Regions from separate parts of the Columba livia genome. Here region 1 is linked to region 2. A link is a contact called in public Hi-C data. All regions are on one chromosome and are shown on one strand. The core of a region is the stretch at or near the end of the contact, and the rest is flanking DNA. Distances in the headings are between cores, read along the strand shown.

Region 1 (2,786 bases), core at 9-2,508, 160 kb before region 2:
CCTGTCACTGTTGAAGCAGGCGAGGTTTTGTTCTTGTCTTGCAGGTATCAGAAGTTGCATGAAACAAGTGCTGTTTCTTTCGACTCGACAATATTTGAGATTCTCCTTGCACTTGAGCAAGCAAAGAGATGGCCATGTCTGTTGGGAAAAGATCTCCAAGGGACATGAATTTCCTTGAGAATCTGACCCATTTTTTATGAAGCTGTCTGTTTAAACAGCGGGAGTTCCTGTTAATTGTGCTTCAGGAGCCTATGCTGGGTACTCCAAGCAAATTCTGTAACTGGAAGGTTAGCAGTGAAATTTGCTCATAACTTCAGCAAACTGGTAAGAGGCTTGTTAGTTGATGTTCCTGAAGCAGTCCTGTTAACGATGTGAGTTTTTACAGCTTCCCCCCCACAATGCCTTTGCCTGTGTTCTGGGGGTAGGGGACGCTTGCTTTGCCTTTTCTGGGGGGCTCCAGCATCACTGGCAGCAGCACAGGTTACATCGCGTGTTTTAAAACAAACTTTGCAGTTAAAATGTGTTTGGCTCAAGAAAGTCGCTCCTTCGCAGAGAAGGGGTTTCAGTGAAGAAGAAGGGCCTCTGGGTGGCTCCATCTTCACAGGTTTGGCATTGGATGTTGTAGTTTATGCGGTTGTGCTACAGAACAACTTTGTTTTCCTGATCCATCCTTTTGTTTGTAAGTACTCGGCAGCTAATGCAGCTGTCTGGAGAAAGTCTCGCTCCAGTCAGTCCAAGGAGTTGTTTATAGTGGGTGGCTGTCCCTGGGAGCGCTGCCCCATCACTGCTACCCTAGAGATGTGTCCTCAGTCCGTACTGGCCGCCCCAGCTGGGAGGGTGATGGCCCTGCAGTCACATGTTGGTCAGAAGGGGTCTGGCTGCCCCGCACCGGTAGCGCCTACTCCACAGAGCAACAAAACAGGCTTTGTACCACGCAGTTGTACAATAACCTGCCCTCATGGATGGTTGTTCCCACCGAGCAGAGGTCAACCATTCCCAGTAACAGGAAGGCAAATTGTCCTTTTAGTGAGGTTTGCTGGAGGATTTTACGTAGCTACATGAATAAGGATTCACTCAATGCTGCTTGTGCCTTCTCTGCTGAAGTCCTTGTGCCTTTCACGCTGCTGTGAGCTGCTCAGACAGGTTGGATGGTGGGTGACCCCAACCCAGGGCTGTGCTGAGGGGACCCCAAGCCAGGCCCCATTGGCAGATGGTTCTGCGAGGGAGGGCTGCAGCATGCAGGTCGGGAGCAGGGCCGTGCGCAGGGTGCAGCCCTGCTCCTGCCACAGGACACCCCTGACCGCGCCTGGGAGAGCCGCACATCTGGCTGAAGTGAACTGGCATCTGGGCAGGAGGCGATGGAGCAGGGATGAGCTGTCAGACCTTGCAGCAGCTGGGGAGAGGAGATGATTCAGGCAGGGGAAGTGCTAGGTGGCCTCGTGGGCTCACTTCTTCCATTTGTGCTACGCATGGCCTCTTGTCTGGTGGTGGTTTTGTTTTTTTCAAACACCCACTTCAAGATTTAAAAGGCATCACTTGAGAATCTGCTGATCATTGCTATGAGCTTTGCAGACTTCTGAGAGACGTCCCAAGTGCAATTCAGCAGGGACCTGTTAAACACATTACCCAGCTGTGGGGCGTGGTCACTCCGGGCCATTTAATGACTTTATTTCATTACCAAGACTTCACTGAGGAGGGCTGTGCGTGTTCCTTGTTGCTGGAAGTTCACACTGCCCATGTGTGTTCATTTAATGGACTTATTTTCTTAACAAGACCAATGACCAGTGTGATCTAATATTGCTTCTGGGGTTCTCATTCAGTTTATTACTCAGCAGAAGGAGGCAGGTCAAGAGCTCTCCTGCATTAGCAGGAAGATGTTCCGCCTTCTTTATTATCCACCATTCTCTGCAAGATTCTTTTAAATTCCCAAAGAAGATGTTACCTTTGATTTACGTTTTTTTTCTCCCTCTTCCTTTACTTCTTCAGTGACAAAACATTTATTACTGCTTCGAAAGACCAGACAACTTCTATTGTCGTGTCGGGGTCCTAGTCCAGTTCTAATGTGATTTAACTCCGTCAGCCTTCCCATGCTTCAGTACTGAAACAGCAGATTTTGTCTGGTACCAGCAGTAAAGCAATTTTTTTCTGTGTTCCTCTCAGATCACCGCTCAGTAAAAGCACCTTTTGGCTGGCGTTACTAGTGCCACCAGGTAGAGTTCCTCAGAGCTGCCCGACCAGCTGCGTACATGAAGTTATAGGTGCGTGGATATGCGCAGAGCTGAGCTACCTGTGTGAGCATGACACACCTGAAGTCGCCGGGCAGCTGGGTGGGTTTGGGCTCGTGAGTAGCTGCTCTGCTTCCAATGCTTCTCAAAACCTTCCCTCTCCCTCTTCTCACACGGGGGGTGATGTGGGGGCTTACGCCTGTGCTGTTCCTGCTCTTGCAGCGCGGGCCGGGAGGTGCTGCAGGGCGCTGTGCCCAGGAGAGGGCTCCCGGTCTGCGCTCAGCCCTCGGTCCTCTGAACGCTCCCGGAATGTGCTGAGTGTGCAGCGGCACAAAGCAGGTGTGAGGTGCTGAGCTGGGACAGCCGAGAGAGGGTTAATTTCCACAGGGAGCGGGGGGTAGAGGGGAGGTGACACAGCCAGGACAGCTGACCCAAAATCAGCCGAAGGGGGACAGCTCTGAAGGGGCTGCGCAGGGGCCGTGTCTCTGTCGGTGCCGGTGTCGTGTCTGGGGCGGTTTCGCATGGGCTGCGCTCAGGAACCCACCGGTGGCACCGGCAGCC
Region 2 (2,700 bases), core at 130-2,629:
AGCCAGCAGCACCCACATGAAAACCCCACCTGGGGAACAGAGCCCAGCAGGGTTCTTGCAGACCAGCTCAGACTGCCCATGGAGCAGGCAGATGAGCAGAGAAGCAGGACAGAAGAAGATATGGCAGAGGAACGGAGAGATCTTTCCATCCTGGTGGCTCCAAATAGCCCTGGTGTTAGTAGCCTGCGCCAGGTCCCTGTCCTCCCAGTGCTGGTGAGGGCACCTCTTTGATGGAGCTGTGTGGATTTCCCCTCTAAGCATCCACTCCTCTGAGATCCCAGCCCCATGATGCTATTTAGATGTGGGAGATGCTCATGGCTGAGGACACTTGGCATGCAGCCCACAGGCTGCTGGGACTGTGCCATCTGCTTTGTTCACAGGTGTCCCAGGGACTCTGGGACCAGCCAGAAAGTGTTGGCACATTAGGCTGGATGATACCCTGAGGCTAGGAGAGTTAAAAGGTCTGGGATCAGGTATTGAGGGAAGAAGGCCCACCGTGGCTCCAGCCAGATAGATGGCAGAGCAAGGCAAACACAGCAAAAGCTTTCTGGGCAAGAGGCTGGTCCTGGAAGGACAGGGTCTGTGTGGACCACCTTACAGGAGGTGACACTGTGCAGTGTCCTCACCAGCTGCTCTGCTTTCCGGGACAAGGCACCCAGGGGCTGTAAAAGGCTGACAGTGTTTTGGACTCTGTGGCTCAGGCGCAGCACAAAGGGGCAGGAGGAGGCAGGAGCCACTGCGGATGAACTGCTGACGTTCAGCAGAGCCAGAAGGAAGTGAGTGTGCAGCAGACAGTGTGGAGACCACTCATGGTGGCTTCAGACCAAAGACCAGATGCTGTTTTCTACTGAGGGACAGTGACAAAATTAACTGTGGGGAGCCCTGGAAATGCTGGCTCTGAATCCATCCTTGTTCCCTGCCTTTGCATCCACTTCAGGGGGAGTAAAGTTGGGTCCAGGCATCTCTGATGCAAAATACCCAAGCTGGGAGGCTGACGTTGGTCTGGTCTTGGGCTCATTGTCCATCCAGGTCACCTCCATCAGGCTATGACCGCACCGGGGCTGCCGGGGTCCATGGGAGCCCAAGGACAGGCAGCTCTGAGGACGGGAGGGTGTTCGAGCGGGGGCAGAGCCGGCCGAGCTGCGCGGGCAGGGGGGTCTGGGCAGCGCGGGGCTGGGCGCGGCCGTGGCGGCGAGAGCTCGGTCCCCAGCGGGGGTCGCTGGCGGGAAGGGGCTCGCAGCTCCAGCGGGGACGCGGGGCGGCCGCAGCCTGAGCACGGCCGCCATCTGCCGACCGGCCCTGCGCTTCGCCCCCGCACCAGGAAGCTTAGGGGACACGTTTGGGTGCCGCGGAGCCTCCCTGGGGTTCCCGCCAGCCCGGCACAGCCCCGGGACAGCAGTGGCGCACTGTGCCCTGGCACAGCCCTGTGCCACCCCTCGCCAAGGTCCTCGGTCTGCTTGGCCGGACCCGTGGTGTGGGACAGGAGGGACAGGAGGGACTGCAGGGAGAGCTGCAGCCTGAGCCAGAGGCAGGCACAGAGGAGTGAGACAGGATCCGTCCCTGTGAAAGGGTCCCTGCCCTTCCAAAGGCTGTTGCCTGCCCTGTGACTCTCTTTCCCCACAGACAGGTGTGAGGGTGATCAGGGTGAAGCCCAGTGGGGTGGGCACAGGGAGGCTGGCAGGGCCACGGCCTGCCCCAGGACACAACCGACTCACACCATGGGTGCACGGTGAGCTCACGTAGCAAACCCACTCAGGCTGAGGGAACCAAGGCAATCGACACAGCCCAGGACTTGGGGTGCAACGCTGTACTTGGCTGCTCAGCTGTCCTCATCACATCCTGCAATGGAGATTCAGGAGGTGCCACGGTCCTTCCTGGAGGTCAACACTCTGCACAGGGTTCCTGCCCAGCTGGGATGCTCTCTGCCCTCAGCTTCACTGTCCCCTGGGCTGGTGAAGGACAGACCTCTGCGCCCATGGCCCTGCTGGATGCCTGGGAAGCGGCACCTCAAGGGTCCTCTGCAGGAATTGTGTGCGATTCAAGAGGGAGAGTCCCCACAGCTCGCCTGGGCTGATGTGGCTAATCGTGTACTGAACCATGCCCCACCTCATCTGTGACAAGGACTCCTTCACACAGGGTCTCATGGTGGAATGGAAGAATGGGGCCACCCCACCTTTCCTACATCCCTCCTCTTCCTCCCACATCCTTCCCATCGTTCCCACATCTTTCCCAGCCCCTGTGCACCTGGGTGTCAGCAGAGACCGTGGCTCTGGTCTTGGCTGGGTCAGGCTCAGTGACAGCCCTGCTCTTCTCCTGCTGCGGAGGCTGCTGCTGGAAATACCAGCCGTCTCCCACTCCTGCAGCACTGTCATTCAGGTTTGGGTCTGCCTTAACTTCTTCCAGATAAACTCTTGGGTTCTTCTACACAAATAATAATAATTAAAAAATCCTGCAGATGTTTCCAGTTGCCAAGTCCACAAAATACCATTTAAAAGTCATTTTTCACCCCACACCTCACCCCTTTCCCACCAGTCCAGATGGTGAATAGAGTGTTTCCCTGATCCCAGACCCCAGCATCAGCCTGTGCAAGAGCTGGTCTGTCACCAAGGCTGTGCCTCTGACAGCTGGTGTGGATCCCTTGTCCTCACTGGGGTTCAGCTGGACTAACCTGGAAACTGCACTGTATTCCTGGGGGCAGCA

The links. A called contact is a pair of places that touch in the nucleus more often than the background predicts.
Region 1: a Hi-C map of crop shows a contact between it and region 2, with 2.4 times the contacts expected there. The contact joins two enhancer-like sites. A contact is called at or near these places in 2 of 2 Hi-C or Micro-C datasets (crop and liver).

The regions. Positions count from the first base shown.
Region 1 is chr16:15,133,518-15,136,303 of bColLiv1.pat.W.v2, reverse strand. No RefSeq gene overlaps it. Among named protein-coding and RNA genes, the nearest start is that of AAR2, 13 kb to the left of the region's middle. Within about 2 kb of position 1,258, at least 1 of the 3 cell types and tissues checked has an H3K27ac peak away from gene starts, as active enhancers do.
Region 2 is chr16:14,973,835-14,976,534 of bColLiv1.pat.W.v2, reverse strand. All of the region lies in intron 5 of DLGAP4 (DLG associated protein 4), which reads left to right. Among named protein-coding and RNA genes, the nearest start is that of TGIF2, 70 kb to the right of the region's middle. Within about 2 kb of position 1,379, at least 1 of the 3 cell types and tissues checked has an H3K27ac peak away from gene starts, as active enhancers do.